Regions from separate parts of the Mus musculus genome. Here region 1 is linked to region 2. A link is a contact called in public HiChIP or PLAC-seq data. All regions are on one chromosome and are shown on one strand. The core of a region is the stretch at or near the end of the contact, and the rest is flanking DNA. Distances in the headings are between cores, read along the strand shown.

Region 1 (6,840 bases), core at 1,956-4,455, 620 kb after region 2:
TCTGAGCCCTGACTGTCTGACTGTCTGGATTCTTGACTGGCTACGGGATCTGTTCTTTTTTCCCAGAGTCTTTGCCAGTGTAATATTAGCCTGGCAGAGGTTCCTGCCAGTGCTGATCGGGCCCTTGAATCTCCAAAACTGTGAGCTCAATAAAAAATTTCTTTATAAAGTTGTCCAGACTCAGGCATTTTGGTATAGTAACAGAAAACGAGCTAGTTCAAATAGTCTCTTAGCCTTGCAATGTGGGTTACACAAATGTGAGACAGGACTGACCAGCTTGTGTGCTTATTCCCTTGAGATGTTAGGAAGGTCATTCATGATTCATAGGGGCTTCTGGCTCTCTAGGAACTATATATAGTACAGCTGCTCAGGAGCCTGGGTCAGCACCCCCTGGAGTTCAGACTAGAATTGGGACACAAAGAGTGAGTCTGTAGATGCTTCAGGGTTTTCCTACTTAACTGAGCTACACTGATGCCTTCTATATGCCTTGTAGGAGCCCAAGTCCAAGCCTGGCCCTCGGAAGATGTTAAAGACATACTACGGGGTATATGCAGGCTTTCCCACACAAGAGAATCATTTCCCTAGCCAGAAAGCTCCCATGCATGTCAGCCTTGATTTCTGCCACAAAGAGGCCAGTGAGATGGGGAAGCTAGAAACTGCCTCTAGCACCAGGAGTAGAAGACACTCTCCCAGGAGTAGGGAGACACTTGACTGACTTCTGCTCATAATTGGGCACATGGCATGGGCATCATCAGGTCAGTCCTGGCCATGAGAGCTAACCTACCTGGAGGTTCACAAGAACGTGCACCCTCCAGTGTTACCATGTCTGCTACGTACTACCAGAGTCTGGCTCGGTTCTCCTGGCCACTAAGGTTGCCCATTGGGCTTATATGGGGTGTTGGGGACAGCAAAACAGAGCTATCGAAAGGATGTAGAAAAATGTCTGGTAGTGAGGGTGGAAGCTGAGGTTTTATGGGAGTTTGAGTGAGAAGTGTCCCACAATGGCTCAGGTTGGTGCTGCTGTTGGGAGGTTTAGGTGGCGTACCTTGCTGTAAGAAGTACATCACTGAGGGCTGGTTTCAGATTCTAACCTCATCCTACTTCCAGCTCACTCTCTCTGTTTCATGCTTGTGGTAAAGGATGCAAGTTCTCAGCTCCATGTTCTGGCAGCCATGTTGTTCCTGCCAGTATGGTCTCTTAACCATACTGTGAAACCATAAGCCAAAATAAACTGTTTTAGTTCTAAAAGTTGCTTTTGGCCATGGTGTTTTATCTCAGCAAAAAGAAAGTAAGTGATGCGGGCCTCCGTGCAGGTCTGGAATGGACAGTCCTCATTTCCCTGCAGAGTACCTCTGTGCCCCCCTTCCAGTGGACAGTCCTAGCCACTGAAGCAGCACAACCTCATGGAGAGAGAGTACCCTCTGTGGTATTTGTGACTTGTGAGCTAGGTGACCATGAGCAGAGTGACATCTGTGCCCTCTGCTCTCCCATCTGTAAAATGAAATTGGTGGCTAGGAGGAGAAAGTGACCAGGTTCCTATTTTCTGTTGCAGTCCGTGACCTCGTGAGGCTGGCATGCAGGATGGCAGGACAGCCCAGCCACATGCCTCATGGAGGGAGCCCAAACCACCTCTGCCATGCACTGGGGCCTGCACCCCCTCCAGACCCACAGGTAAGCCCATTCTCTTGTGTCCCAGAACACTGAGGATCCTTTGTTCGACCTTTCCTACCTGTAGGGAGCTGTGTAGCCTGCCACACAGACATGGCGCCGGATGCTCCCAGGCCTGGGGTGTGGCCCTGTACTTTATTCAAAGATGTTTGGTTTCCGTTGAGGGGCAGCTCCACATCTGCAGCTCTGTGCATGGAGAAGAGGGGCACAGGAATGGACAGAAAGCTCTCGTGTGTCCTGGGCCACTGTCGACCTCTGCTTTGGTCTGAATTATGTTTGGCTCTCTTTGGTCTTGTGCTCTAGAGATGGCCTCTCTGTGCCCAGATCACCCTGGCTTTTGATGCCTTAGAGGGCTCAGCTGCCTTTGGTTCTGCTCTAAAGGTGGCTTTGAGTGCCTTTGCCACACTCATTGCCTTTGCACACTGTTCCCCGACCCAGAATGCCCTTCCCAGTCTCCCTCCAGACCACAAGGCCAGATACTACTCTCTGAGGAGACTTCCCACTCATGACCCATACCTGTGTGTGTTTCCTGCACCCACATGCATTCCCCCACACCCGTGCGCATGCCCCCTGTGTGGCCCTGGCCTTGGGATGTTTACTCCTTCAGGGGTCATCTATGCCTACTAGATGGAGGATGTCTCTAGCCTCGTGCACAGAGGCATGCTCTATACCACTGAGTCGGCGAAATACATCTGTATTTCAAAATACACCCTTATGTGCAGTGGACCGCCTAGGGTGTGGCTATATGAGGCAGGCCCAGGTCAGCTCTCAGGGAGCACAAAATCTCCTGGGATAGAAACATTAAAATACCCAACAGAAGGGACCCCCATAGCTCCAGAGTCCCCGTGAAGCAAGTGAGAGGGATGATCTCTGTAAGAAAGGGACAGACAGTGGCCTGCAGGGTGGCAAGCTTGGTGCCTGCTCCAGATCCTTAAGGACCCTGTGGGCAGGGTCAGCTTTTTCCTGAGGCTGTAAGACATAAATCAGAGGGATATTAAAGACAGCCATATTCCTGCTCCATGGGAGACTGTCATTGCTTCTGACACCCTAGTTCTGGGTAGAAGACTAAGGGTCTGCCCATTGTGCAAATTTTAAACTGCACAGACAGCTGCTCAGAGAGCCAGGTGGGTTTTGAATTTGTATTTGCTTGCAGTCTTGGCTGTGTTGTGATCTATGGCATAGGGCTATGTCAGCCCAAGAGAGGGTCTTACTACCGACCCACACAAAGATGACACCTGAGCTCATGGACAGTGGGCGCAAGTATGCAGACTGTCCCAGGACAACTATGTGGTTTGCGCTGGATGTGGTGGTCAATTTCCAGGTAGAAACTGGGGAGGCACAGCTCCTGAGCTGGGCCAGGACATGACGCTGATGGCTGGGGCAGCGGGGCCTGCTTAGGTAATGTAGCCATTTGTCACATTAAGTCATTCACTAACAATCGAATCCCCCTTGATTAATCTCCCAGAATTAGCCAGTTGCATTTCGAGCAATTAGGGTTAATTACAGGCTCATTTGGCAGAGGAGAGAGGCCCGTAATTATTTCTCGTGCGAGGCGAGGCGAGGCGAGGAGGCAGCGGTGACAGTGTCCTCGGCTGCTTGTCGCACATGTTGGAGCGGGTGATGACATAGTTAAGTGTAATTAGATGCAATCACTCAGTGTCGGCTGCTCTGGGCAGTGGCTGTCAGGCAAGGATGCCCTGGTCCCACCTGTGTACCTGGCCAGGCTTGAAAACTTGGGGTGCATGGCCAAGTGTGCTGTGCTAGCTCCAGGCTGGGATGGAGATGGAGGCTCAGTCCTCTCAGTGCCTATGTCTTGACCCCATCCGGGGAGTGTGGCACAAACCTGTTCATGTCAGCATCCTGAAATGCTTGGAATGGAGTGGAGTCTCTTTATGGCAGGAGGTGTGTGACCCAGCAAGCCATCCTTGGAACAAGGAATGAGGCTGTACCTGCTCTGAGGATGGGAACAAAGTGTCTCCGCCTCAGTTTTCTCATCTGTAGAGCATAGACAATGCTAGCACCACCATCCTGAGACATCTGCAGAGTCTCATTTACATGATATGATTTAAACATCCAGCATGGGACCCAGCACCATGTATGTCAAGGAAATGCCATGTGTAGACCATTCGTTCGTTCATTCGTTCGTTTGTTTGTTTACTTTTTGGTTTTTCAGGGTTTTTCTGGCCCTGGCTGTCCTGGAAAGCCCTCCAGACTTCACTGGAACTCACTTTTGTAGACCAGGATGGCCTCAAACTCACAGAGATTCTCCTGTCTCTGCCTCCGCGAATGCTGGGATTAAAGGTGTGCCCCAACACACCCAGCTATAGACTTTACTTTTATAATTGAAAAATTACGATGAATTGTTTCAAAGCCAAAGCTCTCACAGTTATATTTACCCTCTCAAGGCAGAAAGGTCAGGAGTTCCTAACAGTCCACCTATGGCTTTGTTAACATTTTAGTCCCAAAGCTAGTGGTTTTACAGAAACCAAGGGAGCCAACAGCACATGGAAATCTGTCTGCTGAATCCTACCGTTGGCCTGTGAGGTCCACAGTCACTGAGAAAGGCTAGGCTTTGGCTGACATCCCAGTGAATGGACATACAAAGTCAAAAGGGGAAAGCCATGGAGAACCAGGTAGCTTGTATGAAAGGGGAAGGTTTCCTTGTGTGAGAAATCCCTGCTGATGTCCCTGTCTTCAGGAACCTGCTCTGGGCATTCTGTGTCCACTTTTATTTGGAGAGAGGCATGTGCATACTCTGCAGGGGTCTGGGGGCAGCTGTCCATGGGTGTGTTTCACAGAACAAAATTTATATGCAAACCCTCTCAAAGATGTGATGGTGGATGGGTAAAGTTTAATGACCAAATTCTAATGGCTATCAAAACTCAAGGAGCTGGAAAGATGGCTCAGTCAATAGTGTACCTGCCGTGCAAGCATGACCTGAGTTCAGATTTTAGCATCCACGTAAATGTTGTACACAGTGGCGTACTTCTGTAACCCAGAACCAGGAAAGAGGGAGGCATGTGAGTCTCTGGGGGCTCACTGACTATCCAGCCCCTCTGAATTTGGTGAGCTCTGACTTCAGTGAGAGACCCTGTCTCAAAATGTAGAGAATGATTGACATGCACCCTCCATGTGCATGAACACACACACACACACCATTGAAGAATATTGGCTACTGATTGTAAATTTAGAACATGATTGTTTCAGGTCTTTCTTTGAGTACTGGCCCTTGGTACTCACAGCCTACTGGAGACCCCTCTACAAACTGATAAAAGGACACTGGAGAGCTTGGGGAAGAACAGAGAATGGGTGGCTGGTTCTGCCCAGTGAATGGCCAGCAGTCAGGGACAGAATAGAGAGCATATTCATAGGCTCCAGGCCTGAGGGAGGGTAAAATGGGGGTGGGGGTGGGAAGCGGTGTACACCCGGAAGCGGCAACTGTAGGAGATGGAGGTGAGGAAGACCCTCCAGTCTTCTCCTTCCAGCCTTTGCCTGGCCTTGCTCTCAGCTGCAGCTCTCGCCTAGCTAGGGTACCGGGACCATCCCGTGGGGGGAGGGGGGGAGGGTACCGCAATTTGGATGTTTAATGCCAATCATGATGTCTCTGCGCTACAAGCAATTCCTGAGTGTGCCTGTGAGCTGATGGTCCATGAAGCCTATAGTAGGCGCCTCAGCTGGGATGATGGCAATCGGGCTGACAGTGCGGTCTCAGAGAAGGAGGAGCAGCCAGTGCTCCACTTCACAGGGAGGTGAAGTGCTGTCTTGCTCTTGAGGGCAGTAAGAAAGAAGGTCGGCTGTGGGTTTGAAATTGGCCACTCTGCCGAGCGGGGTTGGCCTTGCAAGGTGTCTGACAATGTGGACTCTTTGTAAATTGAGCCCTTTTGTGCAATGCATATTTAAAGCATTTCGCTTCGTAGAAACCCAGTCTCCTGTAAGTCCCCCATACACACGATGTCAGATGTCTTTAAAGGTGAAATTCGTTTACAGGAAATGTCATGCTGATGAAGTGTGCTTTTTAAAATCATAGAAACAGTTGCCTTAAAATTAATGATGCGTCACCAGTGTGAGGGAGACGAGGCCCATCCAGTGTAAAGATGATTAAAATTCAGGTCAGAAGTCTGACTTAGTCAGGCTAAATTTTTTAATGAGATTTCAGAAAATTAATTGGGCGAATGCATTTTTATCCTTCTAACGTGTAATTTTATGTTCCTGTTTAGGGAGTGAGCATAGGGGAGAAAAGGGTTTGTCGATGGCGAGGCATAGTGTGGTTCAAACATTTTAAACTCAAATTAGTGAGGGGGTACTGGGGGGGGCGGGTATTTCTGGCCTAATTTGATCTGACTTGGAAAAGAAAGCCTGGGTTTCTCAGGGTTTTCTGGGGTAGGATAAGTGTCCCAAGGGAGTCATCTCCCATTATCCCTTATATGTCCTGCTTGGGCCTCAGAAAACTAGTGACATTTCTAGGAAGGATGCATTTGGAGACAGTGAACATGGACTTCAGCTGTCTCTTTGACTCCTGCCCACCAGGCTGCTTCTGCTGTCTGTGGTCATGCTTATAGAGACTGCTCCCTCCTCCTCCCTCCCCTCTTCCCTCCTCCTCTTCCTCCTCCCCTCCTTCCTCTTCCTCTTCTTCCTCCTCCCCTCACCCCTCCTCTTCTTCCTTCTCCCCTCCTCCCTCTTCCTCTTCTTCGTCTTCCTCCTCCTCCTCCTCCTCCTCCTCTTCCTAGTCCACACCATCCTCCCTCTGCAGCACAGGCCTTCTCCTTGGGGCCACTGTGCTAGGAAGCAGTGGGTGTGGAATTGTTGCAGGGTCAGCAGCCTGCCTCTTCATAGCCCAGGTCAACACGCTGCCTCCTCTGCCTTTGAGGGACAGCTAAGGGCCTTCCCAAAGGAGCCAGGAATGACTTCCCATTGAGGCATCCATCCCTGCCCTCAATACAGCCCTAATGAACAGATGACAGGCTCAGGGTCACTTGGATGCGTGGCAAACTGGATCATGCCGAGGGTAACCTGGGTTGGGAAACAGGCCTGATGAGGCGCAACATACAGACCTAGTGTGGCGGGTAAGAAGACTCTACACCCTCCCTCTCTCCATGAGTTAAATCAGGGTCAGGACTCTGATGCTGAAGGGCCCTTGTGCGATGAGATGCCCAACACTTGAGCAGTGGCAGC
Region 2 (5,970 bases), core at 3,138-5,637:
TCTCTTCTACTTATCATTATTACCACAAACACCATGGCTCCATGAATGTTACAGTCCTCTACTGTATGCAGGTGTAGGAAAGAATGGTATGCTGTCCTGCACTTGAGAAGCTCACAGCCTGGCTATGTAGGCAGACTGTTAGGTGTTATTGGAAACGAATCAGAAAGATTTCCTTTTCAGGGTTTCATTGAAAAGGCAAAAGGTCATATAATTAAACTGTTTGATTTAAACATGGTAACTGTAACCACCTATGCTTGCTCCTACTTCCAATAAAGATACATTTACTGCTGTCACAGCCAATCCTGGGGTCAAGCTCTCTTCATGCACACATAACCTAGAAGAGAATACAGACTGCACGATGACTTTACACATGATCCTTTCCAGATCCTAAATGACTCTGGTCAGTTTCCAAACAGCTGCCTGGCCAGGCCTTTGTTTTATGTTGATATGCTTGCTGTGTGTGTTAGCTTGTGTGTGTACCCTCAGATGATGTTGTAGGGGATACTTTCTTGGTTGTTTGTTTGTTTTGAAGACAAGGTTTCTCTGTGTAGCCTTGGCTGTCCTGGAACTCAATATGTAGTCCAGGCTGGCCTCACATTTAGAGATCAGCCTGCCTCTGCCTTCTGAGTGCTGGGATTAAAGCATGTGCCACCACCGCCTGGCTACATTAAAACAAAACAAAACAAAACAAAACAAAACAAAACAAAAAACAAAAAACTAAGTGGCTACACTAAAATATGACCACCACTCCAAGCATAGAAAGCAGGCATTAGCCATTCATATGCTCACTAACAGTCACTGGCTGAACATGGACTGATGCTACGTGAGGGACACCAGGCCTGTCAAACTCATTCTAAAGGAACAACATGAGAAAGGAGGCAGGATTATCAAATGGAATCTAGTGAGGGTTTGGTGTTCTGCTGAGACAACCTGTAACACGCTACTACATTTTACTTTTTCACATCTTCTCACACTTGGGGGCTTACATTTTTCAACTGGGCAATCTACTTCTAGATTCATCGTGTGAGTCTGAGGTACAAAGCCTCCAGAACTGTACCAGTGTCTGTGCTGTGGCTGATTTGGTGAACCACAGTCCTTTCCTCAATGGCAAAAGCTTTCTCTCTCTTTAAAAGTTCCAATTATATTTTCTTTAATATATTTTTAAAACTGACTGTCCTCATTTTAAAAAATGATTGTCCTTATCTTGAACTACACCTACCTGTAAGTGCTGGGAGCAATGACAGATGAACAAATAGCAAATGCTTATTAAAGGAAATCATTTAATGTGAGATTTTATTCAATTTTGGCACACAGAATTTGAGATAAAAGATGTATTTCCTCTGCTAGCTCAAAAGTGGAGTCAGAATGGCTGTGGGCTCTGTGCTCTGAATGGCTACAGGTGCCCTGTTGCACACACATGCCATTGTGCTAGAGTGCAGCTGTCCCTTTCTCTCTTCTTCCCACTTTACCTCCCTGTCATCCAGGAAAGTGCCAGTATCTTTATCAGCATGGCACTGTGTAGGCGTTTTATATGCATAACATTTTTCTCAATATTCATACAAAATAGGTGCTATTTCCACTTACAGATAAGAATTGTGAGACTCAAGAGTGGAAGGACTTTCAAATGCATCCACTAATAGATGAGAGAGTCAAAGCCAGGTACCCACAGCCATGCTTGCCCTCAGGCTGTGACCTCCTCAGCTCCCTAGAGTCACAGAGCTGCTGTGGTGGCTCTGAGAGCCCACTGCCAGGAGGGGAGTGTCACTCCCTACTCCATTCTCAGGACATGATCTTGAATTCAGATGACTAGTAGTCCAGACAGAGGCAGGGGAGAGGGAGGAGAGAGAAAGAGAGAGGGGAGCCCAGTGCAGTCTATTCTGAACTCGTGTTCTTAGGGCACTTCCTTGGCTTAGGCTGGTGGTTCAGGCTGTAATTCCCAGACTGCTTGCCCACAGGTGGGAAAACAAGATAGCTTTTCACAAGCCTTTCCCAAATCTGGGCTTCATAAAGTTACTGCTAAGCATGTAACAAAAGCACGGGTTCTGTGAAGAGTTCCACGGTGACAGGGATGCTCAGCAGAGAAGCATCTCTGTATAAAGTCCATCTGAGCCCCTCAAAGCACAATGTTAAACACTGTATTACCACGAGACAGCGCCTCCACACCAGGCATCATGCTTGTGCACATGCCATAGAATTGGTCACAGGAGCCAAGAGGTGAGACTACTCACCTTTATGAAGTCCAGGTTTGTAGGAAACATTTGTGAATAGTCAACAGATGAAGGGAAAACACAATGGGGTTTGTTCATGTACAGACTATAACTCAGTCTTGAAAAGGGATGGCATTTTGATATCTATTGCAAGTTTGATAAACTTTGAGTTTGTGTCACATGAATTAAGACAAAGGAGGACAAACACAGTGATATTCTACTTCTAGAAAAAAATCAGTGGGAACATAGATGGTAGATTAGAGGTTACTAAGTACTGCAGGAGACAGACAGGAAGTTCCTGGTAATGAACTTTCAGGATCAGCTGACTGGAATGGGAGATTATAAGAACTTTCAGGGTGAGGGTTGTGTAGTCCTGTGAGTGCAGCCATCCCTCAGCTGTGCAACTGGCAATGGTCTCAACAACAAAGCTTGTATTTTCCACAATTGAAATAGTCTAAAGACAGACTTCAGGTCCATTCTAGGCTTCCCCATTCAAATGATATATATAGAGTCACAGGGCCTGTGCTTGGTCACAGGTACTCATTCCAGTCTTGTTTCCCTGTTCCTCATCTGTGCTGAGTGTAGTGTCTTAAGGCTGCTCAAGTCCTTCTGGGTTCAAGATGGAAACATGGGCAATTAGTCACTACCCTATCCGAGTTCTAGGAATCCTTTATACACCACACCCCATCATGTGGGCTTCGGTGTGCCCCACTCAGCTTCTCTCATATGAGTGAGCTGAAAATGGCCTTTCCCCACAGTGGAACAAATAGGCCCCTAGAGTCAGGCTCCTGCACACACCTGAATTTCTTTTACCCAGAAAGCTTAGGAGTAAGAGCATCTCAAAGTTTTATTAACTGAAATGTTGGTAGATTATTACCTAAAATATTGAAAGGTAAGAACAACTTAACAGCCCAGCAGGGGAGTATGGCCAGGGCAACAATGGCTGTGGCTTACTCAGTGACATACAGTGTAAAATGTATAAGATGCCACATTCAGTGTGGGACAAACAGACTTTATTCGTTAATCTGTTGAGCTCTGGATACCCTTTGTATCATGGGAAACAAGCAGATGCAATGCATTCATAAATTGCATATACACATACACACACAAACACGTTTGGTGGAGTTGTGGTGATGCCTTAATTTCTTTATTTACGAGTATTTCTTATTTTTCATCTCTCCAAAAGTAAACATAAACACAGGTTTCTCTCTGCCAGCTCAGGAGATGGGCAATGTTACTTAAGCAGAATTCTGAAACCTGTGGTACAGTTCTGACCTGGTACAACACAGTCTGGTGCATTCATGCTTGAAAACCAAGCTATCAATCTGCCTTTATCTTAACTTCTATGCCTTTGAGGGGTTTTAGGTGGATAAATATGACTCAGCAAAAACCATGTATAAAATCAAGGGATATAAGGTGAACGACATGAGTGTTCTTTATCAGCATCTAGAATGGACTGACTGAGATGGATGCTGAGTGTTCATACAGCTTGTTTATAGCATTCACTCCAGCACTAAGGGCAGGGTCTAGGCTCCTGTCACCACAGGGAAGGCTGGCCAGTGGGTTGGCCCTGAGAGAGCCACACTGGCTAACTAAATAAGAGTACCCGTAATGTTTCACCAAGCCGTGTTTCCACAGCCAATACACAGAACAGGCCACTTCCCTAGGTACCAAGCAAATGTGCTCTTTGAGTAGACATTTCCAGGACCCATATGGCCAGATACAGGAGATGTATCCTCATATGCACTGCCTCAAGGTGACTCCATGTAGAGGAGGAGTTAAGAGACTGCATAGAAGGATCAAATGAAAGCTTAAACTATCTTCAAGAGTTCGTCAAAACAGGCCAGTGCATTTCAAAGGGGGTGGATCAGTCTTGCTCAGATTTCCTGATGATATCATTTTGAACAAAGGAGCAAGGTAGAATATTCTTTTTAAAAAGCATGCCTTCTCCCTAGGAGAGAAAAGGGGACTCAAGGCAAACTCAAGAATCACACTACTATCCACATCCTGTGAAAGTTGTATTCTTCTACCAAGCAGATAATGGATCCTTGGCCTAGCAATTAAAATCATTTGTCTTTTATCCCCTTCTTGCCAAAAAGGACCCCAGCCCTAACTAGTTAATCCCCAACACACACTGCTGCTCCCAGAGTTGCCTGGCAACTACCAGGAGGCGTGTCAGAGAGCAAGAAAGGCCTAAATAAATGAGCTGGAGCCTGTGCTGTGCTTGACATGGATAAAGAGGTTCTCCGAATGGGGCTTCCTGGCTGCTTGTGGTTCTGTCATTTAAGTGGGAAGAACAAGTTGGCTTGGGCAACACTGTTAAATGCCCTAGGCTTTGCCACTGATTTTTTCCAGGTAACTGAAAAGTGGGTCACATACCCCTGTGATTTGCAGACACCTCCTCTCTTCCAGGAAAAAGCTATTTCCAGAGACTCCAGACAGGATAAGGAGCAATGCATGCACACGGAACACAGGCCTGGGGCTAACCTGTGCCTCCCGCACTCCCCTATCCATTCTCTGTCCATTAGTCCAAAATACACTGGCTAACACCTACACTCTGTGCCATGGCCTGCCTAGGATGAAACTTGTGAGAACTAGAAGACAGGCAGGAGAGTGCAGTGGGAGGAACCTTGTCTTGGAGTCTCCTCCTGGCTCTCCTACATTCTGGGAAGTCATTGCCAAGTAGAGCCTCTGCCCCATCTGTAAATGGACAAGACAAAGGTCAGGTAAACAGGAAAGATCGTGGCTGGGAAGCCACTTGAAGGTGAACTATGACTGATTTGTGGGAGCCACTGAGGAGGGGTAGACAGTTATTCCTCACTTTCACTTTCTGACTACAGGAAGTCCCTTTGAAACATCTGGCCCTGAAAAGACCCACCTAGACCAGGCTAGGCTCAGTATAGAGAAGCCTCAGCAAGATGGCCCTTCCCTTTCCTTTGGACACGGGTAAAACAAAGCTCAAAGGCACTCTGAATGTTTCCAGTAAGGGAAAAACATAAGCAAAACAAAATAAACAAATAAAAAACCTACAAAGGCTCTCAAGTGAGCTCTAAGTCATAGGCAGGACCCTTTTAGGCCAGGCTTCTACATAGGCAGGCAAGGATCAACTGGCCCTACAGGAGCTGCATCCCAAATACTTCTGGCTGGAAAGGAATCCTAGCAAGAACAGGAGACAAGCTGCTGTCCAAGGGCTGGCAGGCAGGCCCTGGACTAGGCTTATCCAAGTTTCACTACAATCCTGCAAGGATCAGGCTCCACATGGAAAGAAACTGAGGCTCAGAGGTCTGAAGGAGTCCTAAGTCACAGCTGCCAAGGAGCAGAGCAGACAGCAGCAGCTCATGCTTTCAGAGCAATGCAAGTGGTTACTCTGAGGTCACCAGTTTCCTACCACAGCACAGCACTAGTCTGGGTGGGAAGATACCATAGCCATTTGGACAGCAACACAGCACAAGTAGTAATGGCAAGTGTGGCAGAGGGTTGGGCAGTGACTTCCAGGTTGCTCAGGGCCCTCCTTTCTGCAGGCGCTCTCTGCTCTCAGTCTCTCTGCAACTGCTCTGCACATGGCCACCCATTTCTTCCTCCCCTCAGCACCAAAGCTTGAAATGTTCTTGGATCCTGAGTGTTGATTCTGAGTGTTGAATAGAGCTGGCCCTGCCCCTCAACTGGGCACTGTGGGAGAGCTGGTCCTACCTCTCATGGGCTACAGCACTCGGAAGAGTGAGCCCCACACCTTGCCTGGGCAGCACAGTAGAGCTGGCCCTGG

The links. HiChIP or PLAC-seq counts read pairs in DNA pulled down with a chosen protein or histone mark.
Region 1: a contact with region 2 is called in an H3K4me3 HiChIP or PLAC-seq map of embryonic basal ganglia, with 5 times the contacts expected there. The contact joins two enhancer-like sites. A contact is called at or near these places in 2 of 115 datasets of contacts at active chromatin or transcription factors (embryonic basal ganglia and embryonic stem cells).

Annotation. Positions count from the first base shown.
Region 1 is chr2:38,549,001-38,555,840 of GRCm38.p6, forward strand. Nek6 (NIMA (never in mitosis gene a)-related expressed kinase 6) reads left to right here. Exons shown (of 10, transcript NM_021606.3): 2 at 1,553-1,671. The coding sequence starts at 1,582. Among named protein-coding and RNA genes, the nearest start is that of Gm35808, 19 kb to the left of the region's middle. Within about 2 kb of position 3,206, at least 7 of the 459 cell types and tissues checked have an H3K27ac peak or open chromatin away from gene starts, as enhancers often do. A contact at or near this core is called in embryonic basal ganglia, where this site is marked.
Region 2 is chr2:37,926,829-37,932,798 of GRCm38.p6, forward strand. All of the region lies in intron 13 of Dennd1a (DENN/MADD domain containing 1A), which reads right to left. Among named protein-coding and RNA genes, the nearest start is that of Crb2, 150 kb to the left of the region's middle. Within about 2 kb of position 4,388, at least 60 of the 459 cell types and tissues checked have an H3K27ac peak or open chromatin away from gene starts, as enhancers often do. A contact at or near this core is called in embryonic basal ganglia, where this site is marked.